Regions from separate parts of the Mus musculus genome. Here regions 2, 3, 4, 5, 6 and 7 are each linked to region 1. The links are chromatin contacts, called in public HiChIP or PLAC-seq and promoter capture Hi-C maps. All regions are on one chromosome and are shown on one strand. The core of a region is the stretch at or near the end of the contact, and the rest is flanking DNA. Distances in the headings are between cores, read along the strand shown. Region 1 holds the start of Kdm5c (lysine (K)-specific demethylase 5C). Region 2 holds the start of Tmem29 (transmembrane protein 29). Region 3 holds the start of Alas2 (aminolevulinic acid synthase 2, erythroid). Region 4 holds the start of Maged2 (melanoma antigen, family D, 2). Region 5 holds the start of Ubqln2 (ubiquilin 2). Region 6 holds the start of Gnl3l (guanine nucleotide binding protein-like 3 (nucleolar)-like). Region 7 holds the start of Fgd1 (FYVE, RhoGEF and PH domain containing 1).

Evidence for each region. Promoter capture Hi-C pulls out the DNA fragments that hold promoters and counts their contacts. HiChIP or PLAC-seq counts read pairs in DNA pulled down with a chosen protein or histone mark. Capture Hi-C pulls out chosen DNA fragments and counts their contacts.
Region 2: a promoter capture Hi-C map of liver shows a contact between it and region 1. The contact joins the promoter of Tmem29 here to the promoter of Kdm5c in region 1. A contact is called at or near these places in 1 of 39 promoter capture datasets (cranial neural crest), 2 of 484 Hi-C or Micro-C datasets (both in CD4 T cells) and 2 of 9 other capture datasets (liver and pancreatic islet).
Region 3: a contact with region 1 is called in a promoter capture Hi-C map of embryonic stem cells, with 6 times the contacts expected there. The contact joins the promoter of Alas2 here to the promoter of Kdm5c in region 1. A contact is called at or near these places in 2 of 39 promoter capture datasets (embryonic stem cells and erythroid cells).
Region 4: a contact with region 1 is called in a promoter capture Hi-C map of pre-B cells, with 4 times the contacts expected there. The contact joins the promoter of Maged2 here to the promoter of Kdm5c in region 1. A contact is called at or near these places in 3 of 39 promoter capture datasets (cranial neural crest, liver and pre-B cells).
Region 5: a contact with region 1 is called in a promoter capture Hi-C map of pre-B cells. The contact joins the promoter of Ubqln2 here to the promoter of Kdm5c in region 1. A contact is called at or near these places in 2 of 39 promoter capture datasets (erythroid cells and pre-B cells).
Region 6: a contact with region 1 is called in an H3K27ac HiChIP or PLAC-seq map of embryonic stem cells, with 9 times the contacts expected there. The contact joins the promoter of Gnl3l here to the promoter of Kdm5c in region 1. A contact is called at or near these places in 6 of 39 promoter capture datasets (the C10 cell line, embryonic stem cells, erythroid cells and 2 more), 1 of 484 Hi-C or Micro-C datasets (CD4 T cells), 5 of 115 datasets of contacts at active chromatin or transcription factors (astrocytes, embryonic stem cells and large pre-B cells) and 1 of 9 other capture datasets (adipose tissue).
Region 7: a contact with region 1 is called in an H3K27ac HiChIP or PLAC-seq map of microglia, with 6 times the contacts expected there. The contact joins the promoter of Fgd1 here to the promoter of Kdm5c in region 1. A contact is called at or near these places in 2 of 39 promoter capture datasets (cranial neural crest and frontonasal cranial neural crest) and 3 of 115 datasets of contacts at active chromatin or transcription factors (embryonic stem cells, microglia and stem cell-derived neural progenitor cells).

Annotation. Positions count from the first base shown.
Region 1 is chrX:152,231,558-152,235,665 of GRCm38.p6, reverse strand. It overlaps Kdm5c (lysine (K)-specific demethylase 5C), which reads right to left and starts at 2,439. Exons shown (of 26, transcript NM_013668.4): 1 at 1,956-2,439. The coding sequence starts at 2,105.
Region 2 is chrX:150,457,292-150,461,399 of GRCm38.p6, reverse strand. Tmem29 (transmembrane protein 29) reads left to right here and starts at 2,250. Exons shown (of 3, transcript NM_001359039.1): 1 at 2,250-2,328. It also overlaps a transcript of Apex2 not described here.
Region 3 is chrX:150,545,564-150,549,671 of GRCm38.p6, reverse strand. It overlaps Alas2 (aminolevulinic acid synthase 2, erythroid), which reads right to left and starts at 2,255. Exons shown (of 11, transcript NM_009653.3): 1 at 2,187-2,255. Mir3620 (microRNA 3620) reads left to right here and starts at 2,227; the gene lies at 2,227-2,287. It also overlaps a transcript of Apex2 not described here.
Region 4 is chrX:150,812,647-150,816,754 of GRCm38.p6, reverse strand. It overlaps Maged2 (melanoma antigen, family D, 2), which reads left to right and starts at 2,410. Exons shown (of 13, transcript NM_030700.3): 1 at 2,410-2,526; 2 at 4,018-4,084. The coding sequence starts at 4,040.
Region 5 is chrX:153,495,891-153,499,998 of GRCm38.p6, reverse strand. It overlaps Ubqln2 (ubiquilin 2), which reads right to left and starts at 1,767. Exons shown (of 1, transcript NM_018798.2): 1 at 1-1,767. The coding sequence starts at 1,545.
Region 6 is chrX:151,015,109-151,019,216 of GRCm38.p6, reverse strand. Gnl3l (guanine nucleotide binding protein-like 3 (nucleolar)-like) reads left to right here and starts at 1,895. Exons shown (of 16, transcript NM_198110.2): 1 at 1,895-2,016.
Region 7 is chrX:151,044,868-151,048,975 of GRCm38.p6, reverse strand. It overlaps Fgd1 (FYVE, RhoGEF and PH domain containing 1), which reads right to left and starts at 1,806. Exons shown (of 18, transcript NM_008001.4): 1 at 995-1,806. The coding sequence starts at 1,301. It overlaps Gm46690 (a long non-coding RNA gene), which reads left to right and starts at 2,884. Exons shown (of 2, transcript XR_001782846.2): 1 at 2,884-4,108.

The DNA.
Region 1 (4,108 bases), core at 1,190-3,689:
ATGATGGCATTTCGAATGTGGTGACAAACAGGATGGCGAATTCAAGAAGTTGTGTGATGCCACCATTAACTACCCTGTCCTCCATCCATCTATGCCAAGTGTAGCAAGCAGCCACATGCTATGAAACACAAACCCAAAACCACCCCTCTAAGAAAAACTCCAATACCTACTCACACACAGGTTTGCATCCTGGGCCTAAGAATCACTTGGGTGAGTAATTCAAGTTCCAAACAGAAGAAAGCCAACTGCTTTAGAGCCTAAAGGTGGTTTAAGAGAATTGTGGGCACGTACACAAAATCATGAACAACAAAAACAAAAGTCAGGACTGGAAAGAATCAAAGCTACTGGAGTGGAGAAAAGAAGCCTACCAAAGAACAGTCCCCTGGGGACAAACGGACAGATGGACAGATGAACAGATGGACGAAAGGATGGACACACACACCGATGTCCTTGTCATTTCTTCCATCCTGGTTCCCCAAGACAAGGTAAGAGCACCTACATAAGGCCAACCTGCCCAAAAGCCCAAGGGAGAAAAAAGGGAAATTGAGACCTCAATTATCCCCATATTAGGCGTCTCCTGACCACGTCAAGGAATATTTCCATAAGGCCATCCAGGAGTCCAACCTTTCCCTTCTGCTAGCCTTCCTGGCTTGTCACTAATAGCTGTGACTCCCTCACAACAGAAACCCATCTTCAGACACCTGTGACCAACAAGGACTCTAGACTCTAGGGCCCGGAGGATCCATCTAAAACCAGCCTATGAAAGGGCAACAAAAGCACTGAATTGGATAAGAAGACCTAAGATGCTCTTGTCAAGTGGGAATAAGGCTTCCACATCCAGAAGCACCTCCTCGAAGATACATTGTTGCGGATAAATTCAAACCAGCCCAGGAATCTCAAGTGGTTACTAAACACTGTTCACCATTGTTTCCTCCAGTGTGTCAGCAAGGCAGCAGCCTGTCCTAGCCTTTGGAAAACTTCCCCTGGGCTAGTCAGGACTAGAAGCAACAATATGGTCCTTTTTGCTGAACATTTGGGAAGCAAAGGAAGATTTCCATATCTCCACTATTGTTCCTGGGGACCCAAGAAAACCTTATCTTATAGGATCATCTACATTCTGAGCCTGAGGTAGAATCCAGATCTTCTGAGAAGGCCATACCAAGCTAACTGGTCTAAACTTCTCCATAGGAAGGCTGTGGGGACCATGTGCAAGAAGGTTCTGACATTACCTTCAACTAGAAAACGCAGGAGCCAGAAAGAGCACTCCCTGTGAGAATGATTTCCTGACTGGCCACCAGGCTAGGATATTATCAGAGATGAATTGGCCTGACAGCGTGAGTAAACATGAGTCAACACACACAGAAGCAAACCAATGACCACATCAAGCACCTTCACAGTCACAGTAATTACCACTTACCAGAGTGCACTATGTTACCTGGTTTAATCTAATTATTCCCAGCACACAATTCACAGGCTCAGGGATTACTTTACATGCCCAAGGTCATACAGCTGCTAACCTTCTAAGTAGTTTTAAACTCACGTCTGACTCCCTTTTGAGACGTGATCTTTCCACTACACCACACAGCTTGCCTTAAAGGGAATAATGACAGTAGTCGTTACTTTGTAACTGCCTCGACCAGGGTGATACAAAGTAAAAGATGGGAGTCTCTGTGCCTCCCTGCGAACTCTCCCCAGCCCATTAAGCATCTGTGTATTGAATCAAGGGAAATTCTCAAGAGCAGAGTGGGAGTGGGTCTCAGACCCCAGGTCACTTGTATGCCACAAAACGAGGAGCCCTGACCCCAGCACCCTTTTTCCGCTTCGTGAGGCATCCACAAAATACCAGCCATCCCATATTCTTCCCACACCTGCTGCCCTCCGCCCGGGACTTCACCACTGGCTACCCGGATCCACCCACAAACTCGCCGCTGGCGACCATCAGCTCCCAGCCTTACCGCGGGTGGGCGGATCTTGCAAATGCCGGACTTCTCGGCGATGGGTCTGATTTTCGCGATGTAGCCAAGAGGGTCTCGGAACTCGGCCCAGCTAGGCTCGAACACCGGACACTCCGGCGGCGGTAGGAAATCGTCGGACCCCAGCTCCATGGTGGGCCCGAGGGCTGGGCCAGAGATCGGGAGGGCTCAGGTCGCCCTTAAGGACGCATGGCGCCGCCGCTGTCTGAAACCGAGGTACTTCTCGGAGTCTAGGCCCTAAGCAGGACGGCCACCGCCCGTCAAGGGCTTAGGGGGGCGGGTGCCGTGCTCTAAAAGTCTCAGGCTGAGGTTCCTTTTACAGGTTCTTAGTCCTGTTCCGTTTCTTCCACACCTTACCGCTGCCTCCCAACTACTGAAGCCTTCACTACTACAGTTAAGTCCCAGTCGCGGCAGGTTTCACCGCTGCCACCGCCATCTTGGTTTGTCAGCGTCTCCTCCCCCCCACCTCTGTACCTCACCACAACAAACCAGATCCCTCCGCAAGGTGTCTCTCCGAGTTCCGTTTACTTTGAGTCAGAAAAAAACCTAGGAAGCCTTCATCATGTGATGACCGAAAGAAATCGGGTTGTATATGTCCCTTATTTGGAGGTGGTTAGTTAAAAACATTTCTCAGGCTAAGAGAAAATAGTTCATTTCATTGGCGGAAGAACAAAATTGTAAATCGATGGCCGGATCCTTTTACCGGATGGACCGGCGATGCACGTTTAAAGGCCAGTGATGCGCATGCGCAGTCTCTAGACAAACCGGAAGAGGAGCTAGTGTCCATAAGTAGTGAGCCTAAACTAGTACGCGCCCATGCGCGCTCGCACACGCTCGCGCACGCGCACGCACACACCCTAGATCCCAAGCCGGTTGTCTCCTCCCCAATGTCCTTTGCTGCTTCTCTCAGGTCCTTTCAGTGAGAACCACGGAAGGCGGTGATTTCGAGGAACCTCCGCCCCCTTCCTCCCCCTCCCCCTCCCATTCCGCGTGTCTACTGCTGAGTGAATTGAAGATTTACCAGACTTACACCTCTGAGGTTTTTGTTTTTAAATGAAAGAAGGAAACTCCTCACTCCCTAGAGAATGTGGAGTTTTAGAAGCTTCAGTCCCACGTAGAGTAAAAATGCATTATTCTCCCCAGTATCATTGGCCATCAGCATTTTAAAGAATGCTTTCGACTGTTTGGTATACATTGTAACTATATAAACACTTTGTATAATATGTGTGTATCCATTTTTGTAGCAACTACTGCTACAAAAAAACCAAAAGGCCTGGATGTTTACATTTTTGTTTATTCCATGTATATGCAGTACATAGAGGCTAAAAAGGGGGGGATTTTGAGTTTGAGACCAGCCTGAGCTACATAGCAAGATCCTGCCTCACAAAGTAGTAGTAGTAGTAGTACTAGTAGTAATATTATTATTACTAATGGCCGGGCAGTAGGTGGCACATGCCATTAATCCCAGCACTTGGGAGGCAGAGGCAGGTTGTACAGTGAGTTCTTGTCTCCAAAAAAAAAAAAAAAAAGGGCAGGCATGGTGGCATACATCTTTAATTCCAGTACTCAGGAGGCAGAGGTAGATGAATCTCTGAGTTCAATGTCATCCTGGTCTACAGAACTACTTCCAGGATAGCCAGGATAGGGCTACTCCCCATCTCAAAAACTCAATAGTAATAATAGTAATAATAATGTAAAGTAATGGAACTGGACAGGAGAAAAGGCATTAAAATTAAGGTTAGTAAGTTTGCTGTTCCTCACCTGAAGACATTTTGCTTTTCTACCTGAGGAACATCTCTGTAAAGAGTAAAGAACACCAGGCTTTTGGTCTCAGCACCACCCATTCTTCCTCCAGTCTCCTCTAATGTCCTTAGCCCAGACATACCACAGGGCAAAAGGAAACCGAGCAGTCTTTTAAGCCAGTGATATAAAATGCATTGATTTGTATTTGTGAAAGTCATACTATGCAACAGGAACTTTTGTGAGCATGTGAAAATACAAAAGCATGCCTTCCTGGAACAGATTATTTACTCACTGGGCCCTGCCAAGTACCTCACGTCCCTGACCCTTGGTTTTCTTGTTCATAAAATGAAGTTAAGTAATCCTTTCATTACTTAGGAAGATTAGAGATAATA
Region 2 (4,108 bases), core at 1,001-3,500, 1.8 Mb after region 1:
AAGGTTTAGATCAGGCTGGCCCCTAATTCATTGGGATCTACTTGCCTCTGCTTCTCAGGTGCTAGGATTAAAGGTGTACACCACTATGTTTGGCTAATATATTAGTTTTAAAAGGATGAAATTTCTATTTACAAATAATCTCCCTTTAAAAAGTTATTTATTTATTTATTTATTTATTTATTTATTTATTTTTAAATCTTTCTCCAGACAGGGTTTTTCTTTGTGTAGCCTTGGCTGTCCTGGAACTTGCTCTGTAGACCAGACTGGCCCCAAACTCACAAAGGTCTGCCTGGCTTTGTAGTGCTGGGATTAAAGGTATACGCCACTATCTCCCGGTTAACAATAATCTCTTGAAGGTTTCTTTAGTATTTTACAACGTTGTAGACCTGCCTTAGAAACATTACTTTCAGGTGCATGATACTCTTAAGGAAAGCCAAGTTCACTTACTTCCTGACTTCCTTTGACTCTCATTTTACTGTTCTGTCTAGGGCACAAGTAGAGGAAAGGCTAGATATCATGGAGATGAGTGGATTTCATGCAGTTGTTGTGAAAACCACAACTCCCTTCTTCCAGGGAATAAGAGATACTTTCTTCGGGATCCATTTTGTGGGACCTTGGCCCAGGAATACAGAATTAGTTTACCCCAATGCCAAGTTCCATCATGGAAGGAGTTTTATAGTTTTATTTTTTACAAATAGTTTTATAGGACAAAGGAAGTCATGAATCAAGTCAAGTTTAAAATACATTGATGGGTAAACCAGAGAGGTATGAACAAGATGGAAGAGCTATTCTATAGGCCTAAGATGTTATCTGATGACAGTCTTAGCTCTGGGATTGGCAGAGCTAATGCTTTACTAAATTAATAGCTTCTAAGGGACTTTTATTTATTATCATAAGATATTAGTCCTAAGCAAATAGCTTCTAAGAGGTTTCTATTTATTATCACAGAATGTTAGCTTTAAGTTAATAGTGCCAATGAGCTTTTTATTTATTATTGCAAGATGTTAGTTCTAAAGTTACCACCTTCCAAAAGATTTTTTTCTATTATCACCAGGTGTTAGTGTTCAGATACTGAGTGGGGCCAGGAAGGCTAAACCTAGCTCAAGATAAAGCACTTAGCCTCTGAACCTGCACAATTCTAATCTCTCTATAATTCTGAAATTCCAGTGGGCCTATCATTTTCTGCAGACATAAACACAACCACACACAGCGTCTTTTCAGGGATTTTCATCGCAAAACTCTTTGTTTAAATAAAAGAAACTTTGGAGAGGAAAAAAAAGTGCAATGCACCAAGGAGTTGCTAGGCTGGACACAGGGATCTTTGCTGCCTGGATGCTCTATTTGGCTTCTCTTCAATATAGTTAAGAAAGGGGCCTGACCAGAGAACACAGAGACTTAATTCCAGGAAAACAACAAAGGCTGAAATAGCTGGAAGAAAAGTTCTCTAGAGCCCTGACCTCAAGGTTGGCTTCTTAATAAAATCCCATAAGAAAAACACCAGTAAACTACACATCCAAAGCATTCCTGATGCTAAAGTAACTGTCAGTAAGAATTGATTCCCATTCCCAAACTTGGTGCTGCACTGCCTATAATCTCAGCATTCTGGAGGTGGAGCCATGAGGATTAGTTCAAATCTGGCCTTGGTGAAATGCCAAGTTCCGGACCAGCTTCGACTACAGGACACTGTGGCTCAAACACAAGCAAACATACAAACAAAAAAGAAAGAAAGAGCTGGGCAGTGGTGGCGCATGCCTTTAATCCCAGCACTTGGGAGCTAGAGACAGGCGGATTTCTGAGTTCGAGGCCAGCCTGGTCTACAAAGTGAGTTCCAGGACAGCCAGGACTATACAGAGAAACCCTGTCTCGAAAAAACAAAAAACAAAAAAAGGAAAGCAATGTAGATCATTTGTGTTCAAAGTATACCTTCTTTTGGTAAAGGATGTGATCCCCCCCCCCGCCGGTGTTTTAGGGTACAGGTAAAATCATCCAAAAAGGTTTCATGATCAGAGAGGTAAGGGCTGAACGGGAGGCGATCTGGCTCAAGGCTCGAATGGCTAGAACATAAGGAGACCAGGGCTGTGTGGCTGCAAGTCACAAGCTCTGTTCTTTGGCCTAGAACAGGAGCTTTGGAAGTTACTTACCGGTAATGCTTAGGGAAGCTGGCAGCGACCTCACTCGTACCACTGCGCCAACGCGAAAATCAGCCAATCCTAGACCGCAGATTACAGCTTCCTTCCGGTGAGAAGGCGGGACTTCGGCTGATTTTCGCTAGGGTGAGGATGGGCGTTCGGGCTTTCATCGCGGATTCGGATCGCCGTACTCTCTTAGGCAAGTACGAGTGATTTTGGCGGTTTTCTCCATTCCGCTTACCTTCCGGAGTCTTCATTTCTACAACAGTTGACTGAAAAGCGGCAGGAAAATAATTTTGTTCCGTGAGGGTGAGTTTCAATTTCTGTGGCCGCTAGATGGCAATGTTAACCGCGGTATCGGAGTCCTGCCCACTCCACCCCGCCCTTTGTGCTTAAAAAAAAAGTAGTCTTTCTAAATTATGCTTCCTCAATCTGGTTCTCTTTTGCTTTTTTTTTTTTTTTTTGCTTGCCTGTGGATAAAGCCCTTTGCTCTTATAGTAGGCGGTTTAAATTCTGTTGGGCAGCTACTTGTGTTTTGGCTTTTCTAAAAGTCATTCTTTAACTTGTCTTTAGGATTAACATTAGAGGATCTTTATAAACATCCTCGTTCTTTTATTTAACCGTTTGCAGGGGTACTAATGAAAACAATTCTTATCCACATTGCAATCATCCAGACTCAATGCAGTTTACAATACTTGATTTAGGGATTATTTTTTTCTTCCCCATTCCCATGGGTATAATTTAAGCATACAGAAATGAGTATTTGTGTTATTGCTTTAACAATTTAAGAAAAGTGAAATCCCACTGAACCCCCCCTGACAGGTAATGATTAGAAAAAAGACCCTAGGAACTGGAGAGATGGCGAAGCAGTTAAGAGCTAGTACTGCTCCTACAGAGGACCCTTCCTAGGACACACCTTGGCTCTAGACAGTCAGATGCCTCTGGCCTACACCCACATGCACAGACACGTGCATGATTACAAGGTGATAAAAATGAATCTTAAAATGAGAAAAAGACTTGAACTTTTTTTCCAAATGTGACGACATCATCTAATAACTGATTTTCCTCCTTATGCCAATGTCAGGTATCATAAAGGATGATGCCTAAGGAGAGGATCATACTTGCTTTTTCCTCCTTGCTCACCATTATACTTTCTGCTCAGCATCAGAACTGCTATGTGTTCTCAACATTGGTGGTATTTGTTGAACAAATGACCAAGTGCCTGATTTCTTCAGGGTACAATTCTTTATCCATACAACATTACTGGGTCAGATCAGGCCTGGTGGTACAGGCCTGTAATCTAGCTACTGGGAAGATGGGTGGGAAGGGTTGCAGTTCAAGGCCTGCCTGTGCTGTTGAAGGCTGAGTGAGTTGAAGGCCAGCTGGGACTGTTTAATGAAACTCTGTCCATTGACTTTCTTTTGAAAGATGTTTATCTGTATCTATCTTACTGCTTTCTCGAGGGGAGAGTATAACTAAGTATTGACATTCTGATGCATGCACTAAAACTGAAGACTTACTTTTCTCATTTTGAAAATAATAAAAAGAAAAGAAGAGAAAAGAAAAAAAATCAGGAGATCTGGAGATATTGTTTCATTTTAGGCCAAACTTCTACTAGATGAAGGAAAGCATTTTACAAAGCAAGTGTGTGATTAGACAGTGATGGACTAGGGATGTTGGCAAATTTTTGGTAGTCTGGTTGCTCATCTTGATACCCGTGGTTATTGTCTCAGTACCTGTGTACTACCATTTTTGTAAAGGAGAGTGGAAGAAGAACCTGCTTTAGGGGGTGGTGGCCCACATAGGCCAACAGCTTGTGTCCTAGTAATGGCGGGGGGGTGGATGCTTGCTTACTTTTTACTTTTTTTTTTTTTTTTTTTTTTTTTTTTTTTGAGCAGGTTTCCATTATCCCAGAGTAGTTTTGAAGTGGCAATTTAGTCTAGCTAAGGATGACCAGAGTTTCTGGTTCCATATCCCTC
Region 3 (4,108 bases), core at 1,006-3,505, 1.7 Mb after region 1:
ACTGACAATAGCATTGAAGTATATAGTGAGACAGGAAGCCCTTAAGATTAGAGGCAAAGTCCTGCCCTGGAATGATGGTTGATTAAGGCCTACTTTCCATGTAGAAACCAGAAGAGGTCCAGTGGACTCACCATTTTTGTGGGGCTGTTGGCCATAATATACTGAGGGTCCTGGGAAAAATACAGAGTTCTTGATGTGAATTGAATTCTTGAGTTCATTTTAAAGCTCCAGTTACAATTTCTCTTGTCCTACACTGATCTTCTTGAACATCATTATGACCTATAACTTTGTATTTGGATTCTTAATGTCCATTCCATAACATTCTTAATATGAGCCAGGAATGAGTAAAGTTGAATAGAGGAAGCATTTCAGGCAGGGTATTAAGAACATAAGGTCTTAGCTGGGTATCTCTTAGCTGGGTATTTTGACACCACAGCAAGCTGTGACAACAGGATCCTAAATTGCATATTAGTTTGGGCTGCATAGCTCCCAGTCAGTTAGGACTAAGTAGCAAATCTTTTCTCAGACAAAACATACTCTGGAGCCAAGGAGTCACATCATAAATATATCAGAGTTCCACCTTGCTTATATCAGACTAAGTCTGGAAAGCTGGAGATGAGATTTTTGTCTCATTTTGTTACTTTTTTACTGTATGTGTACTTTGGCTCCCCTGCTCCCCTCCACCCTTTTGAACTTTACTTTCTCCACAGACATTGGATTAGATTGGAAATTTCATAATTTATCTTCTGGTTCTGATATACAAACATTAACAAAGCTCTGACCATTGTCAATGTTCTACATACATAGACTTATTCAGTCCTCAGGATGATGTTGGAAATAGACACCGAGGTCCCCAAAAGATCTGTGACTCACCCAAATTACAAAACTGTTAAGTAAAGGAAGCAAAATTTCAGCTTAGGCAGTCTGGTTCCAGAGACTTCTAACTTAGCGACCATGAATCTATGGTCCAAACATTCCCGATTTTCATAGCTGGGAAGTTGACTCTAGACACCAAGCCACTCTGTTACAGTAATTTATGACCAATGCTTTCTCCAAATGTTCTAAAGTAGGATTTGGGGTACTATTGAACATTTATGAATTCATTTCACCACTTAATGATTTATATAACCCACTACATAGAAAAGATTTCGAGTAATTTTAAAACTAAATCAAAGAGGGACGGGAATTCTCAAGACAAGTGGCATCATTACTCAAAGGGTTTTTTTCCCTGTATGTCTATAATTCCCTTTTAGGTCAGCACCTAATTTGCAGTCCCATAGGCCAGAAAGATCAGCTGGGCCACCATCCCAGCAGGGAAGCCAGAAGCCACTCTTGCAGCTCTTCTGTCCCCTGTCTCCCATTACTTGTGGCTTGATATTAAGAATCATTTAAGTCTGGAAAAGAATCCCTTGCTTCTTCCAGTGAAGCATCAGGCCTTATCTCCCCTCCTAGTGCCCTCTTTCCAACCCTGGAAAGTCAAAGGACAATTAAAAACAGAAGAATGTATACCACAAAACTAAGAAATTTGTGGGAACTGTGGGCAGGCCCTTTTGTCAAAGGATAAATGACCTGCCTGGGATCTCACAGTGACTTAAGAGTGAGACTCCAAATCTGCCTTTTCTGTACAATGACAATTCTCTTCCGCCTTTTCCCTTTATTTCTACTAATTTTGCAACCTCTCAATTCCTGCATCTTGCCTTACCATTCTTAACCACCCCCCCTCCCCCACAAAAGCCTCCAATTTTCCTTCCCTGGATCTGACCCCCTACCCACAAGGCTCTGAAACCTCACACTCTGTTCTAGGCCAAGCAGATGGGAAAGTGTCAAGTGATAATGGGGTGACTGGAGAATTTTGGAAGAAATATGAAGATGCCTTTCCTAGAGAAATGGGGGAGAGGAAGAGACAGAGACAGAAGGAGACTAAGGAGACAGAAATGGGTTTTGAGGGGTTGAGGAGATAGAGAAAAGTCCTTTGAGGGAAAAGTAACAGAAAGCAGGAATGTCAGACAGAGAATTAGTGAAGTAAGATGAAAGTACTGGAAAGTAGTAAGAGAGAGAGAGAGGGAGAGGAGGAAGAAAGGAAAACCCCCAAACAGAAGAGAGTTTCTGTGAAGGTCAAAAGTCCACCCAGGGTCAACATACAGTGTTGGTGAGAGCCCAGAAAGAACACTGAAAGAACCTCTTACCTGTTGCCCTGCACTGAGGACGAACCAAAGACGGTGAGTGCTGTGGGCTGGGCTGGGAAGCAGCTTTCATCCCAGCCTCCTGCTCAGCCCCGCCCACCCCACCCCACCCCCTTCCGCCTCGGCCTTAAGGTATCTCAGGCCTCTGCTAAAGATAAAAAGCAAAGTAGTCTCCTTTCACTCCCCTTGTTCTGTGCCTTCTCTTTCTGTTTTCTTCCTCTACTCCCTCTGGGGTAGTGAAACTAACTCATTCGATTTTGAGATCAGACCATCCTTATAAATCCAGGGCACCTTCTGTAGAACCATCCCTCTGACCTTCAGTTCCCTCAGCCATGAAGGAGGCCACTAAAGGCAAGTCCACGTGGAGAGGACCCTGAAGTCAGACATAGAATACACTCTCGGCACTCTAGGCACTGGGGCTCTGAAGGGTTCTAGCTGTGAGCCTCCATGGAAAGTAGATCAACTCAAAGGATGTTGTGTCACTTCAATAAATGAACAAATATTTGGCACAGTGCTTAGTTTGAGAAAATAACAGTTTGTGTTGATTCAGTGGTTTTACTCTGTACCTTGAGGGGGTAATTACTTTGCATTGATTAATTAAGCCTCATAAGAATCTTAAGACACTTGCTCTTAATGTCCACAGTGGTCTGGGAATGAAAATCATTTGAAAGAAGGCTGCTGATGTCATTGTGGTCATGTAGAAGGAAACCCACAGCACTGGGCTGGTTTGTGTGAATTTGTAATGGATTGGATTCTAGAAACAGATGTTCAGGTCTTATTCTCAGGTGTATATCTATATTTATTTTTCAAAACTAAAGAATTTTAATTTCAACAGTCAGATAATAAAGTGATTATTCACATAAAAAAAGAATCTTAAGACAGAGGCACAGTTATCTCTGTCACAGATAAAGACCCTAAGACTGGGAGGGTGGGCTACTAATAATTGCACATCTACAAAGTACATACCTCGGCTACAAAGTTGACAGTATGCTCCCAGAACCCACACTCTCCTGTACATCTTAGAACATACAGCTAAAATATTAGTTTCTCTGTTTTCTACCCCTTTTAATATTTTCTCTTATATTGTATTCCCCATGCCTTTCCTAAGGCTAGGGCAATGGAACTATGGCCATATGCCAATAACTAATGGAGGTCTTTCCATAAAAGCCCACTATTTAGTGGAGTTACAGTATTAAATCCAAAGGTATTATAATTAAACACACCCTCGTGGGTGGGAATGTAGGACAGTCCCAGGGATTACCCCTCTCCTTTAGGAATAACTTTGTGACCTCCACATAAGACCAGAGACACTGAAATTAATAGAGGAGAAAGTGGGGAAAAGCCTCGAAGATATGGGCACAGGGGAAAAATTCCTAAACAGAACAGCAATGGCTTGTGCTGTAAGATCAAGAATTGAAAAATGGGACCTCATAAAATTGCAAAGCTTCTGTAAGGCAAAAGACACTGTCAATAAGACAGAAAGGCCACCAACAGGTTGGGAAAGGATTTTCACCAATCCTAAATCAGATAGGGGGCTAATATCCAATATATATAAAGAACTCAAGAAGCTGGACTCCAGAAATTCAAATAACCCCATTAAAAAATAGGGTTCAGAGCTAAACAAAGAATTCTCAACTGAGGAATACTGAATGGCTGAGAAGCACCTGAAAAAATGTTCAACATCCTTAATCATCAGGGAAATGCAAATCAAAACAACCCTGAGATTCCACCTCACACCAGTCAGAATGGCTAAGATAAAAAAATCAGATGCCGGCAGATGCCGGCGAGGATGTGGAGAAAGAGGAACACTCCTCCACTGCTGGTGGGATTGCAAGCTTGTACAACCACTCTGGAAGTCAGTCTGGAGGTTCTTCAGAAAATTGGACATAATATTCCTGGAAGATCCAGCAATACCTCTCCTGGGC
Region 4 (4,108 bases), core at 1,161-3,660, 1.4 Mb after region 1:
CTTTTCAGATTCTGTAGACTAATGCTGATGATCAAAAGATTCTACAGTTCATAAGAAGAAAATGAAAGAAATTTTCCTTAGTCAAACAGTAAAGATTTTTTTAACTAATTGGTTTTTCTCTTCAGATAAGGTTGCCTCTCAAGGTCCTAAGATAAGGATATTTATGCCATTGTGTTAGGAAGGAAGTAAAAGAGAGGAAGGGCATTGCCCGGCTGATGAACATGAATTGAGCTTACTTCATTAAATTCAATAGTATGCAAGGTTCTAATTCTGTTCCTCCAGAGACCACAAGTGAATCAACATGGAGTTCTAAATGTTAGAAATTGTTAACAGAGCACACAGAAAGCAGTTTCATGGGAAGAAGTTCCTAGGTGAGAGAACACATCTTCTGATAGTAAAGTGTGTTGTTTAACTGGTATATGGGCAACTAGATATAATTTTCAGAAGAAAAAGGTTGGCAAATAGAGATAGGTGTTTCTTGAAAATCCACTCACTGTCATGAATACCAATATGACACTGAGAACCACCAGGAAACTGGGGCACAGTGTAGACTCGAAAATACAATGGCTGAATGAGGCATACATGTTTCTCATTAAAGGAAATTCAGCAAAGTTGTCAGGAATTAAGTTCTTGTTATTTACTGCACTACTACCCTAAAGTATACAAGTGCCAATTTCTAGATTGATACCCTCTACTCGGACCTTTTTCTTGATTCTCAGACAGGCTTATCCAACTGCCAATTTGACATTTCTACCTGGATGTACCACCAGTGCCATAAAATCAATGTTCTTTTCCTTTTTAACTCCATTATTCCATGACTCACTGAAAGGGTCACTATCTGCACTATCTGTTAAAGAAAGATGCCAATATTTGACTATGTTCCTCCTTCCAATCCACCCCTCCACAATCCAATTACTCATCAAGTCCTAGCAGTCCACCCCGCCCCCACCAATCTCCTCACTATCTCCCCTGCTAACACTCTAGGCCAAACCACAAGCACTGCTTGTTTGGATGACTACCAAGGTCATAGCTATGCTCTCTAGTTCCAAGAAGACACTTAATCCCCATACAACACCTAAGATCTTCTAAAACACACACCTACAACATCTATGTGGTGACCAGCTGTAGGGTGCTTTCATAGACCCTCAGGACCCTCAGGTTTGAGAACTTTATTTTCTTGGTATTGGAAGTTTTCCATAAGTTGGATAGGATAGGAATTTGGGGCACCAGAATTGGAAGAAAATGAGAGACTATTCATTTGTGCTCAGCAGAGAGAGCCTAGGAGATAAGAAAGTAGAAGGGTGACATTACAAACTTGGGGGAAGTAACAGTTTATAGGAAATGAAACGAATATATAAACCCGCCTTGATGATGTGTGAAAATGTATGTGAATCAAATTGTCCATAAAGCCATAAGGATTGGCTATCTTTCATTTGTCCAGTATGGGCAAAGGTGACCTCAAGAAGCAGACTTCTGACTATTTGTGTATAAGAAAGATCTTGAATTTTATTTCTATAACTACCGTGAATTATAGTTTATAATAAGCTTTTTCTGGGTCTGCATTCACCTGCTCTATTGCTAATGATATTTTGTCTACTTCTCTTTGTCTTTACATTTTATCTTGTTCTCATGAAGACACCCAGTTGTTTATGTGAATTTATCAGGCAACAGAAGTGCCATTTCAAACTAGTGAAAAACGTTATTGAGGGTGAATCTGTCAATGCCATAATAAAAGTCATTACTTTGTACAGTTAACTTACGCTGAAAATGGTAGTTTTTTCAAATGAATTGAATCAGCAAAACATAATAAAACAACAAAACAGTCCAATATAGACACCAGGATGGTCCTTGTAGCATTGTTTGTAATAGTTCGAAAAGGGGGAAACAACCCAGAAAGTACACGAAGCTGAACTAAGTAAATAAATTATAGGACAGTTATACAAGAAAACATTATACATTTCTAAAAAAACATATGCTAAGGGAAAGAGGTTTGAATATATAACTTGAAAAAAAGCAGTTACAGAACAGTAGGTAACTAGTATAGCCGGTGTAGGGAGAAAGTGCACATAATCAGACTACAAATTAAAAAATTAATGGAGGAATGTCTATCAAAGTACTCAATGTCATGAGTATTTCTGAGGAAGGAGATTAAAGATAGCTTTTAATTTTCTGTTACATATTTCTGCATTTCTCTGGTTTTCACATGACAACACACTACTTTTGTAGTAAGAAAAATAACGATATAAAATAAATAATTTCAATGAATGAATCGTTTTCGTGGGGGCAGTTTGGGTTGGAAGGGCTTCAGACCGAACCTGGTACAGAGGCATAAACATGGGCTTTGGCGTCAGACAGCATTGAGCAGGGCCCCATTGCCCCACCCCCGAGGAAGGGGGCGGGGGGTAGGGGGCTGCGGAAAGGGGCTGGGCTGGGCTGGGCTGTCTGCAGCTCTAGTCCAGGAGGCTGAGACTTCGAGAGGGACTGAGAGGAGCAGGCACACGCATCCCAGACTCACTGGAGGACAAGGTGAGGGAACAACATTGGGCTTTCCTGGTGAGCAGACAGTGGTTCTAACTACCTGAAACCTATAGCTGGGCAGGTGGGCAATTCTTATTTGACCACTATAGCTGGAGCAGAAGTGCTGCATTTGATGCGGTGTGAGAATGAGAACGACCAAGAAAGTAGTAAGCTGTATATGAACTGGACAGCAGAGACTGGCAGAGGTGGAGGGGAGAAAAAGGGGAACTGTGCATGCTTGGAGGAGAAGGAAGAATATGGGGAAATAAGAAGGGGAAGGCGAGATCCAGGGACAAGAATAGGGGATGCAGAGAAGGGTTAAGGGACACTGGGGAGGGGGGTTGCATAGGTAACACAGAGAAGGATGTAAGGAATGGGAAGAGATTTCTGTAGAGTAAATAGGAAATGCGATGGGAAATAGGGAGTCCGGAGTTAGGCAAGGGAATAGGGAGGGGGGGAATAAGGAGTGTTGAGGGGGGAGGGGCAGACGGGCTGGGACGGAGGCCCCCTAGGGAGGCGGAAAGGGGCGGGACCACTTCCGGCCTTTAGTGGGGAGGGCAGTATCTGAGTTTCGGAGGGGCTTGGAGAGAGTGGACACACTCGGGAATTGTAGGAGGACGAGGTAAGTCATGGGCCCCAGCTTTGGATGAGAGCCTGCTAGGGGTCGGCCCCACCCTCTGGGATCTGGAGAAAACCTGCCTTAAGAGCCAAATCTTACCGAATCCATCCAGCTAGGAAGGGAGGGGACTGGACCCCGTTTGGCTGGGCCTAAGATGGAATCACTAGTTCAATCCTGAGTTGAGGAGGGGGTGTTACAGGGAAGGAGCCAAACCAATTTGGGTTTTACCGTTTGGAGGGGGGCGTGTTAGGATAAAGGGCGGGACCTGGAGGCTCTGTGAAATTGATAGGGTGGTTGTGAGTAGGGGAGGGGCTAGGACCACCAGACACTGCGACAATTTGGATGGAAGGTTTGTTGGGGAGGGGGCGGGGCTGAACAGCATTGCGGACCTGGAGAGGGGCGTGTATAGGAGTTGGGTGCTGGACTGAGACCGTGGACATTGCGCATGCGCTTTATGTATAGCTAGAAAGGGGCGTGTTGAGAAGGGCTCGCAGAGACTGGGCCAGCTGCTGAATGCGCATGTGCACGGTGGACTTCAAAGAACGGGTTTGTACTGGGAAAGCAGGCGGGGTTGAAAGGGCGCTGCAGAAGACGCGCATGCGCACTCTAAGCCTGCGGCTGGGGGGGGGTGCGCTGGGAAAAGGGGGCGGGGTCCTCAGAGCTGCCGCGCTGGCACATCTTCCTGGAGGAGGGGAGGGTGCGGCTGCAGAGAACTGAGACCTAGAGACAGAATTTCTGTATCTGAGCACCTACTGGTTGGGGCTCCGGGAGGGGCTGGGCTTTGGGGCCCTAAAGAAGGTGAGGATCAGCTTCTAGGCAGAACAAGGGATACGACGTTCAGCGGGCTCTCCACTTGACCCAGGCCTTCTCTTTGAACTCAGCTTTGCTAGGTGAACTTGAGACATGTCTGACACAAGCGAGAGTGGTGCAGATCCAGCTCGCTCTCAGGTAAGACCGATACCCCCCCCCCCC
Region 5 (4,108 bases), core at 518-3,017, 1.3 Mb before region 1:
GATGGGCCCTATGGGAGTGACTGGGCCCACAGGGGTTATGGCGGTTCCCAGCACTCCCATCCCCACACCTGGAGCGAAGCTGGGAATGAGGCCAGGTGCTTCAGTGGCTAGAGTCTGTAGCCCCTGCTGGATCTGCATTAGCGCTTGCATCGCTCTCGGGTTTGACATGGCCGCGATGGTTTCTGGATTCTGCATCTGCTGCAGGAAATTCGGGAGCTGTGGACGCATCTGCTCCTGCAGCTGAGGATTCGAAGTGAACAGCGGGCTACTCAGCATCATCTGGGCCGCCATATCTGGATTCTGGCTCAGCGACTGCATCATGCTCCGCATGTAGGGCGCAGACAGCATATTCTGAATCAGCTGGGGATTCTCAGTTATCTGCTGCAGCAGGCTCTGCATTCCTGGGGTGCTGAAGATGCTAGCCACGTAATTAGCTGCAGCCATGGTGTTCCCGGCGGTGGTGCTGCTGGAGCTGCTGCCAGAGCCACTGCCACTGCTTGTGGTCGTGGTGGTGGTGGTGGTCGCAGCCGTCTGGGTTGTTGGCGGTGGTGCCCAAGGATTGGGCAGCGGATCACGATTCTCCGTGCGGGAGGGCTGAGTACCTTCCCCTGAGGTGGAACTGCTCCCCACCGTGGCAAACGGGTTGCCCCCAAACTGCTCCTGTGCGGCATTCAGCATAGGTTCTTGAATGTCAGTGTACATGCGCCGCAGAGCATTGTAGCCACCTGGGATGCTTTCGAGATTACTGAGAGCCAGGTCTTGATTTCGCATCATCTCTTGCATCATGGCAGGATTCCTGGCGATTTCCAGCGTCTGCCTCATTATATCTGGGTTGTTCAGTAGGTGGCTGATTTCTGGGTTTCTCTGGATCAATTGTTGCATCTGTGGATTGGCCATGATGAGCTGCCTCATCAGATCAGGATTCGAAAGCATGCTCTGAACAAAGGGATTTTCCATGATCTGGATCATCATCTCAGGGCTGGCCAGGAGCTGCTGCTGCATCTGGTTCTGAAGCTCGGTGAAGTTGGGCGAGTTCAAGCCCAGGTTACTAAGGCTGGAAAGGCTTCCCAGCCCAAAGGAGCTGCTATTCGTGGTGGTAGGTGTGGAGCTACTCCTGGGAGCCGATGATGTCGTCGCCGCCGGCGCCGCCGCCGTGGTGGTGGTCGTGGTCGTCGTGCTCGTTCCCGCAGTCGTGCTGGGCTGCGTGGTGGCCTGGCCCTGCGGACGGTTCTGGCTTTTGATAACCAGGTGAACAGTCAGTCCATCATGGATGCCATGCTGCATCAAGGTATCTTGATCTTTCAGGATCTTTCCGGCGAAAATCAGCACGAGCTGATCGGTCTGCGATTTGAAGCGTTTGGAAATCGCTTCCTTGAACTGCTGCACGGTGCTGTTCTCGGGCACCGCGAACTCCTCCTTCTCTTTGGGGGTCTTCACAGTGACTTTGATGATTTTGGGCTCGGCCGGCGGGCTGGCCGCGCCTGGGGCCGCCGCAGGGCCGCGGGAGGGGCGCGGGGGGCCGCTGCTCTCGCCGTTCTCAGCCATGGCGGCCGCGGTGACGCAGGCTCACAGGGAAGGCGCTGGCGAGCGAAGAGGGCGCGAGGGAAGGAGGTGCCGCAGCAGCGGACTGGGGCGGCCCGGCGGGCAGCGCGGATCACAGTACCTCAGAGTTGAAGGCTGCGGCTCCTCCCGGTCGTCGGCTGCGCACTCGGCTCGGCGTAGGCCTCGGCTGAGGGCTGAGAGAGCAGGTCCTGCAGGCCGTCTCCGCTGCCGCCGCCTTGTGATCTGCCCGCGCGCACTCCCAGCGACTCCTGCAGCTGCGGCGCCCGCGCTCCCGCCCCGCCCCGCCCCGCCCCGCCCCCGGCCGCGCCCCGCCCCCTGCTGACGCGGCGCCAGCCCAGCGAGCGTCTCGCGGCCGAGCGCAAAACTCCTGCCCTGCAGAGGAGGGGGGGCGGAGGGAGGGAGAGGGAGAGGGAGGGAGAAATAAACAAAGAGAGGGGGGAAGAGAAGGAAAAGGAAGGAGGCTGGAGAGAAAAGCCAGGGGACCAAGGCGAGGCGGGCGAGGCGAGGGGGGAAGGGAGGAGGCCAGGAGGAGGAAGAGGGAGGCAGCTTCTTTAGCAGCCACTGAAAGACCAATGGAGAATGTGGGTTCGCAATCTGGGAGGCAGTGAAAGGATGAAAGCCTGAATTGAACCGATCCCAGGCAAAGGACGAAAAATGAATAGTAAAGAACTCTGACAAAGCAAAAAGGGAGAATGAGCGCCCGGTTGGGGGAAGGGAAGGCATGGCGGGAGCGAGCATTTTACAAAAGAAGCCGAGAAACGGCCAACAGGCTTCTGAAAAGATGAGGCTCGCTCCTAATCAAAGGGATTCAAATAAACACAATGAGATTTTTCCTTCGGGTTTATCATATTGGCAGCGATAAAAAAAAAAAAAAGAACGTTAAACCTTGTTGACCAGGAGCCGAGAAAATGCACTCTCATGCTAGTCGTAGTATGAATTGTTGTAATGGGGCAGTTTGAAAATACAAATGGACATTTTAAGGATTTGCACCTTTGTTTAGAAAGACCTAATAATCAATTCGAAAAGTATATATAAACAACGTGGCATTTTAAAAAATAGCGTTTAGCTAGTTAAATGGGTCTGTGACAGGAATACTATGATTTTGCCATACAATAAAATAATCCCTGTGTCTAAAAGATGGTGGCTAATTCATGTAGTATTACATGTCTCTAAAAAATACATTAAATGCACTGTAGTTAGGAGAAAATAATAGACGATATTTGGGGTTATTTTTTATGGTTTTCTTAACAAATGGAAACAATACATGTGTGTAGGTGTCAGCATCAAAAAGCTTGTAGACTGTATGTGTGAAAAAAATCTGAAAGGCTATACTCCATTATGATAAAGGTAATTATTAGTAAGAGCTGAAATTGTAAATAATTCTTATTTTCTATTTTTATAAGATTGTGAATTTGATGAATAAATATGCATTGCGTTTATGATTTTTAAAAACTACAAATATTATTTTCAGACAAGAGTAAAGGTAAAAATTGACAGGCACACAATAGTCGTGGCAGAAATTAACATAATCATTATGGATTAAATAAAGAAAACAAAAAATGGAGTATTACTGTTATAGAAAACCTGAATTATAGAAGAAATTATTCTGAAATCATTTATTTCTCTTGCTTTGAACACAGAAAATCCTTTTCCCATACAAAAACCTAGAGATGATTTAACAGCATTTCAAAATCATTACGTCACAGTACCTTAATAAATCTCAGTGTAAAACAAAATACAGGGCCATTATACCCATGACTAGTACAAAAATCATTATATATGCAAGAGCTCATATAGATATAATGTACAATGAAAAGTATACTTGCTTTAAATACATATCAAAACATAATTAACTGACACACATCAAATGTAAATATCTATGGTATTTAAAACATATGTACATATGTATATAAAATATTCTATTAGCTAGAAGGGCTGGGCTGCTGCTCACTGATGGAGCACATGCGTACTGTGTGTGAAGAGACCCTGGGTTCAATTCCTAGTACTGAAAGAAAAATTAACAGAAAATAAATGTACAAGAGGCAGTCATTCTAAACATCTAGTCACAAGGAAGAGGAAATGGTACAGGATTCTACACAATGACTAAATGGAACTGGAGTTAAAGCTGTAAAAATGTGCTTTGTCTCTAAACTCGAAGGAAACATGACAGGCTACCAGCAATGGCTGATTTTAGATAGTGACAACTCACCTCTGTTAAAATATGTTTAACTTTTCTGAAAATAAATAGAAATTTAATACTATATCACAAGGAATTGTTAATGACTCTTAAAGGTAAATACTATTAACAAAAATGAGGAAGAAGAAAACACTTAAAATTTAAAGAAATCCGAACACTTTTGAGATAGTACAAATTGAAATTCTTAGTAGAATGAATTGGTAAGCATAATTATAATGAGAATATAATCTCAATACTTACCACAAGATTACCCTATATGTAGTTTAAGGAACTTGATACTGATAGAAATTTCTAGGCCCCATCCCAAGCCAATTGAAATAAGTGGTGAATAAGAATATTCATTTTTAG
Region 6 (4,108 bases), core at 646-3,145, 1.2 Mb after region 1:
CATAAACTCTCTTTCATCTGTACTCCATACTTTGCTGTTCCTCCTGGAGACAATCATTTAAGATTGAACTGGGGATGTAGCTCAGATGGTACAGTGCTTGTCTAACATGCAAAAGGTATTGTGTTGGATCCACTGCAGGGCATACATTTAAATTGGGTGTGGCGGCACAGGCTTCTAATCTTATTATTCCAGAGCTGCACAGAGAAGGATCAGGAAGTTCAAGGTCATCCTGCGATACAGAGATTCTGAGAACATCCCGGGCTAGAAGACATTCTGTTTCAAAATCATGAATTTCCTTTTTAAATCACTCTGCCTGTGCAAACCAGGATGATCTTGAATTTCTGATCCTCCAATCTCAGACTCTGTACTCAGGGGATGTACTACCATACCTGGCATTTATATTTCTCTTTATCCTGATCCAATTTTCCCAATGCTACCTATTAAACTGTTCAATCCCCATTGACTTGTGGTGCAGCTCTTAATTTCAGTTGACAAATTTGCTTCCAGCCAGTTTTGTACTGGGTTTCTATGAGAGTTCAAAGATGAACTGTCATTTCTCTGAGGAGTCCTCTCTCCTGTGGTGATGAAGCCACATTAAGAACTATAGTGTACAGGGACTGGAGAGATGGCTCAGCAGTTAGGAGAGCCTGTTGCTTTTGCCGGCGACCTGAGCTCAGCAGCAAGCTTTCACATGCAGATGGCTCACAACCATCAGCAACTCCAGATTCAGAGGATCCAAAGCATCCTTCTGCTCTCCACATGCATCAGGAAGGTATATGGTGCACATACATACACACACACATAACAGCAAACTCACAAACTAGAACAAATCTACAAAAAATTTAAGAAAAAAACCTACTACAGTGTAGTATTGTGATAAAGGATGCTGTGATTCTTACTCAACTGGGAGTCATAAAAACGCTGGTATTAGAAATTTCATAGAGCTACAATAGGTAAATAGAGCCTGTAAATACTATGGCTACTTTGGGGGTCCAGAAGAATCTGGGGTCTAGAGAGAAAGGTAGCAGCCAATCCTGTACTATAAGGGGAGGGAGAGCAAAAGGGCTTGTTTTCAGCAGGAATGAGTTGCAGATGAAGAACACACGTTCTGGGTGGTTGCCTTACCTAGCCCAACCCCCACCCTTAAGGTTTAGACTTGAGGAGAGGGAAAGGACTGGAAGTAAATGACCAGGAAGGAATTAAATTAATAGTTACGCTTTTTGGAGGGTTATCTCACTTCCCAGTCAAGTCAGAAGTTTCCTGAAATGGTTATTAAAGACACCCTTACCTACCCTCGCTTTAGAGATAGGTTTATTTTCTGCAGACACAGGAATCATACATGAGGGAGAAGAGGGTAAACCGGTGAGTGACAATTCCAAAGAGTTTCGGTTGCTGCTCCCGGCTGAGCCTTGCTATGCTTTAGAGTCCCGTGAGACTGGAAAGCTGCTGAAAACAGCGAACTCATTTCAGGTGGGATATACGCAGCCAAATAGACACGTGATTCCGGCGGCCATTTTCTCGCACCCGGTCTGTCGCCATCTTCCAGGAGGACAAACTATTGCCCCCTACCCTCATCTAATGCTGCCAGTGATTACTTTGGTAACAGACTAGAGAAGATACATCCTTAACCCTAGCCAGGAAGCCGCACAAAAGAGTTCGTCTTACAAATAGCTTTTGTGGCCACATGAGTATACACACACACACACACACACACACACACACACAAACAAGACACAGATACACACAACTGCCCCCCCTCCCATCGCCAGGCTCCCGCCCCCCTCTTCGCTATTTCTTTACCCGCCGGCAGCCAGGAGGCGGGGCCAGCGTGGGAGCGGGGGCGGGACTGTGCGGCGCAGCAATTATATCGAAACTCCGCCCTTGCGTCTTACGCAAATTAGGCGGAGCAAAGAGCTGGGCTGGGATCCGGAAGTCTGGGCGGAGCCTAGCTGCGCACTCCTGGACTGGCGACGTTGTGCTTCTAACAGCTCTCCGAGGTCCCTGCCGGAAGTGTAGGTAAGAGACTACTCTCTTTTTTTTCGTGGTGAGTGCTCACCAGGCCAGCAGTATAGTAAAGATTGTTTTTTTAAAGGTGAAACCAGAGATGCTCGCCATCCTGGACTAGAGAGGTGAAAAGCTGGCTCTCTTGTAAAGTAGAAGGGCCTGGAAGAGGGATACGGATAGCTCCACATGTGGCGATGCGCTGAACTGCATTCTGGCGGCCTCCTAGAGAGGCTCTAAAGATGCATCCTGGCTATGTAGAGAGGCACTGACCATGCGTATGAGACAAAATGTCGGTTGCCCTCCGCCTTTCAGGATATTTGGGCGTCATTTCGCATTACTGCCATTTCTCCCATGTAGACAGACGCCCCCATCCATGTGTGAGAAGGTCTATTACGTTTATACTTTCATTGCGTAATGGAGACAGGTGTGTCGACCCATCAAATGGTGGATGATATCATCCCTGCCCTATAAGAAAATAATTTCCAATACAAGGTTGAGCAGGCCGACTTCTGGCTTATTAAGGCATAGGTCTTTAACGGGGCTTGTCCATCTCCATACTGCGATAGGGGAGCTCAGAATTGTGTAATATCTAGAGGAAGAGAGCTCCTAACGTAGAGACCCACCCTTCTCATGTTTACCCTTGTAACCAGTCACCAGACACCATCAGCCCTCAAAATCATTGGAGACAGAGACTTATGGGCAACCACACAGATTTACCCCTCCCCCTTCATTATGGAAAATTAGACCCCCATAGCTACCCCATAAAGAATTGCTGTTTTTCTGACGGTAGTAAAGGCCCACCCAAACTGGCTTACAGTACCTGGGAACAGACTTTAGTCCACTGAGATAATGCTATGCCTCTCAAGTAGACCCTCAGGGTAGAGAAACTCAGGTTTATTTTCTTCCCTTTTGAGGTAGAGACAGAACCCCACCCTCCAAATGATTTATAATCACCAGATTGACCAAGAGAGGGGGCATCTGAGCAGTAGAGATGCAGACAACTCCCCCCTCCCATTTAGCCCAGAAAGCCAGTGATATCACTGATCATCCTACAATGCAGTGCATTCGAAATCTCTCCTCATCCATAGAATAGGAGCTCAGATTTTCTCTACTTTTAAAATTGTATTTATTTATGTATATGAATGCTCTATTTATTTACATGTGCACCTGTATGACAGAAGAGGACATCGGATTCCACGATAGATGGCTGTGAGCTACTATATAGTTGCTGGGAATTGAACTCAGGACCTCTGGAAGAACAGGCAGTGCTCTTAACTGCTCTTAACCACTGAGCCATCTCTCCAGCCTCTTAATTTTTGTTGTTGATTTTTTTTAAAATTTATTACGTATTTTCCTCAATTACATTTCCAATGCTATCCCAAAAGTCCCCCATACCCCCCCCACTTCTCTCCCCCCCCCACTCCCATTTTTTTGGCCCTGGCGTTCCCCTGTACTGGGGAATATAAAGTTTGTTTGTCCAATGTGCCTCTCTTTCCAGTGATGGCCGACCAGGCCATCTTTTGATACATATGTAGCTAGAGTCAAGAGCTCCGGGGTACTGGTTAGTTTATAATGTTGTTGAAGCTACAGGGTTGCAGATCTCTTTAGCTCCTTGGATACTTTCTCTAGCTCCTCCATTGGGGGCCCTGTGATCCATCCAGTAGCTGACTGTGAGCATCCACTTATGTGTTTGCTAGGCCCCGGTGTTGTTGATTTTTTTTTTTGAGACAGTTTTTTTTTTTTTTTTTGTGGGGTGTGTGTGTCCTGGAAATCTCTCTGTAGACTAGGCTGGCCTTGAACTCAGAGATCTGCCAGCCTTTGCCTCCTGAGTGCTGGGATTAAAAGTATGCATCACAACTGCCAGATATTTCTTCTCACCTAAGGTAAAATGAGAGATGCACACTTCCCAAGGGAGGAGCAAATTCATTGAGTTTATAATTGCATGGCCTTATGCCTTGTTTTTTACTCTCATAGAGAACCAGAAGCCGGGCGTGGTGGCCCACGCCTTTAATCCCAGCACTTGGGAGGCAGAGTCAGGCAGATTTCTGAGTTCAAGGCCAGCCTGGTCTACAGAGTGAGTTCCAGGATAGCCAGAGCTACACAG
Region 7 (4,108 bases), core at 557-3,056, 1.2 Mb after region 1:
CAAGGCTCCCAGACTCAGGCCCACGTGAGAATATCCTAGAGGCTCTGCTAGGCTGCTCAGATACTCAGGACTATGAAAAGGCCCATCGGGGTCTGTGGCCCCAGCCTGACCTAGAGTTGTTCCACCACACTGCAAACCCAAGCAACCATCCTGATGATTTTTCCAAACAATCTCCTGGCCCAGCAGCTCTCCCTTCTGACCTCTCTGTCCTATTCCTTCGTACCAGCAGCGCCTTCAGCCCCTTCCTCCAGGCTCAGCTCCACCTTTCTCTCTCATCAATACCCCCTACCTCTTCCTCCCCTTGTCCTGTGGCCACACACACCTAGCAGAAGCACAATCTAGGATCAGTCCACCATCTCCCTCTCTCTTTTGCTCATACTTTCGGGCTACTGAGTCGTATAAGGGGAAATCACATAAGGAGAAAGCTTGCATTACTCTCCAGCTTCAGTTTGGGGAAGCGGGAAGACCACAGATTTTGGACTCTGATCTGTTTTTAAATCCAGGCACCATAATGACAGTGTGACCTTGGACAAGTTACTTCTCAAAGCCTCAGTCTGCACCCCTAAAAATGTAATTGATGATATCCACTTCACAGATGGCTCCTGAAGCTGAAACAAAAACCCTTGTAAAAGTACCCAGTTCAGTGCCATGCACAAATGTAGTCACTTAGCTAATGGGAGACTTCTTTTCTCCTATTCCAACCACATCCCCATTGCTGCCCTGAAATCCTGCCCCCTTTTCTTGGAGTGCTTCCTCTCCTGTTAGCCTCAACAGTTAGAAGAGAAAGGAGTCTTAAGGCTTGAGGGCGCAAGGGACAGATAAGAGCAAGGGGCAAAGGCTGAAAGGACTGGACCGAATACTGCAGGAGGTGGGGGTAGGGGTTGAGGGGACCCAAGGGGCTAGGGTGAGCATGTCGGCTCCAAGTCCTAGAACAAGAACCCGTTCCCGGTACCAGGCCCGTGGCCCAGGTTCCCATGCTGTCTGGATCACTCACCAGGCCGAGGCTGCGAGCCCTCCAGGTGGTAGGAGAAGCGCAGGGCCCGGTGGTGCTGAGGACTAGGGCCGCAGGGTAAGACCCGGGAGCTTGGAGGCGCTCCCAGGCTGGCATCCGAGGGTCCAACAAACTGAGGATCCAAAGGGCCTCCAAGAGCCGTGCCTGAGCCCCTGCTCACCGGCAGCCCGGGTTCCAAGGCTCCAGGGTCCGAGTCGGCACAGGCCAGCGGAGCGGCACCGGGGGTATTTGCCGCTGAGCGTTCGGGATCCGAAGGCCCAGGGCCCCCCGGGACTCGGTGGCCATGCATGGTCCGGGCCTGGGCGCGGGGCCCGGGCTCCCCGCTTGGCTCCAGTTCCTGGGGCGGAGGCGCGGGCGGAGAAGGCCCGGCGCCCGGCGGAGCAGCGGCCTCAGGCTCGGGGGGCGGGGCTGCGGGCTCAGCCCCACTGCGGAGACTCGAGCCCCCGACCCGGGCTCCGGCCAGCAGCCGTGGCGGCAGCAGCAGCAGCAGCCGCGGCCACCGCCGTTGCCGCGCCAGGCATCGCCAGCCCTGGCCCCAAGCGGGGAGTGGGCTCGGCGGGGCCGGGGGCCCGCTGGGGAGCGCTGTCTATGCGGCTGCGGCTAGGCGAGGGTCGGGGGCTGCGCTAGGCACGAGCTCTCCTAATAGATGACCAGTCACTTCCGTAGCCGGGGGCGAGCGGCCAGCCGGATCCCACCGAGGGGGGTCTCTTTCTCCCGGAATGAGAATCGACCTGGGTTCTCTGGGCTAGTCGGGAAGGGTTCTTCCTCCCGCCGCAGCGGAGGCTGGGGGCGGAGGAGAGGGGAGGGGGAGAGGAGAGGAAGGAGGGAAGAGAGGACGGCCGCGGCCGGGAGGCGCGCGTGTGCGCCGCGCTCTCCGGCTGCGAGGCTTGCCTTCGGGCAGTCCTCCGGAACGATGCTCCAGCCGTGCGGGCGGAGGACCGGGCTGGACCGGGCTTCTCCGCCTTCGTCCTGGGTCTGCACCGCGGCAGGCGGGAAGAGCCCTGGGAACTGGGGGATGGGGAGGCGCGAGCCGTTGCTGAGACAGCCGCAGCCACCGCGGCGCTGAGACCCAGTTATTGGAGCCCCGCCCCCTCGTCGGGATTTGAGCTTGGCCACGCCCCCTCGCTAGGGCCAGTTTCACCTCTAACTGCTAGGAGCTTAAGGCCCTCCTTCTGCTGGCCCTTCAGCTTTCCTTCCCATCCTTCCTTGGTCCCACAGAGGCGAGTCTCTGGGCCCAATTTCCGAAATCGACCCTTCCGTCGCATCTCATGCCTTCTTCCGCTCTCCCATCACACTCTTTCCCAGAAGCCTTTCCACATGTCCCAGAGTTAAGCTAGGCTTGGCACGTAGCGATCCTTTAGTACTTATTTTCTCAGACCAGATCTCATGGCCCTTTACTTTTCCACTCTTTTTGTCGCGGTCCCTTGTTTTGTCCGTTACCCGGCTGGCAGCAACCCAAAACTGAACCAGTCCAACTGTTTGCCTTTTTTTCCATGCTTGTGCCCAGGCAGCTGAACACTACTGGGTAACACTACAATTTTCCACATTTGTGTCATGATAAACCCTCATTTCCCAGCTTCTACAAGTCCCTCAGAACTGACCCGACACCCTACTAGTAGTCAACTTTCTTTTCTGTTTCACCCCCATTGCCTAGATAACTCTCATCCATGGTGGCCATATCAAATCTAGTCTCCCCAAGATCTTGATTTGTGCCCCCAACTCCGTCCCACGGTACTTAGCTGATAAGCCCATGTCCTACTTACATGGAGTGAACAGAAGACGCCAGAAGAAAGGTCTGGAATTCTTAGCAACAGACCTCTGAGTTCGTTCCGAGTCCCTTCGCTCTGGGCTTTAAACAGTCAGGTATCTTCTCCCATCTAAAAAAACAAGCACCAAAAGTTATCTCTCTTCTCTTTTTACAGATGACTCAAGACTTGCTCATAGTCAAGTGTCCCATTTCCTACCTCCCACTTATCTTTAACCCTGCTACAACTCACCTCTACTACTTCTTCCAAGCTATTTTTCTTATCAAGGTCTTCCATAGCTTACGTTACTAAACCGAAAAGAATCTCTTTAGAGGTCATCCTACTTGGACTTGCTAGCATTCAGGTAGCACCAGTGACCTCTCCCTTCTCCTGAAATTGCTTCCCTATGACATATCATGCTTATTTTTCTCCTTTTTCCTTTTCAGTTTCCTCCTCGTCTTAGTAGTGTTCTTGGGAGCTTTGGCCTGAGCTCTGTCTTCCCACGCACTCTCTCTGGTCTTTCCCTCAATATCTCATTTGCTTCTATGGCTTCAATTATTACTTCTTTGATAGTTACTCTAAAATACTTCAAATCAAAACATTTTTCCTGGCCCAGACATTCAGCTGGTTAGAAAACAACATTGTTTGAAAATCCTAGAGAAACCTAGAATCTCTGTTCTTTCCCAACTCAAGAAATCCTCTCTCAATGAGCTGTACCTTACCTAAGTGAAGGATCTTGGTCAAAGTAGAGATCTAAGCTATACCCTGGCTCTTTTCTCTCTCTCTCTCTTCTACACCTCCCCCCCCCATGCAATTGCCAAGTCTTCCTATCATCTACAGGACCATCTCCATCATCTACTTATACAGTCTCATTTCCATTGCCACTCGCTGGTGTAGGCTAGTACAGCTTCTAATCTGCAATACCTTCACAGCTCTCCTGTTTCAGTCTTGTTCTCTGGAATCTATTCTTAACTATTTTTCATTATCATGTATCAAACCCAAAGCCTCAGGCAAGACAGGCAAGTGTTCACTGAGTCCTGGAATCTATTCTCTATATTGTAGGCAGTCTGTATTATTACTATTTTTTGAGACAAGCTCTCACTGTGTAGCCTAGGCAGGCCTTGAATTTATAATCCCTCTGTGGTTGCCTCCTGAGTGATGAGACTAAGGGCATATACTACCACATCTGGCAAGTCTATGTCTTTCAAAATCAAATATCATTCACAAGTTTAGAATCTTCCAAGTCCCCAAAGGTTCAAAAGAAAATTTACCTTCCTTAACATTAGAGGTTTGGCAGGGCTCTTTATGATCTGGTGAGATCTCAATCAGCCTTTCTAAACCTAATGCTTGA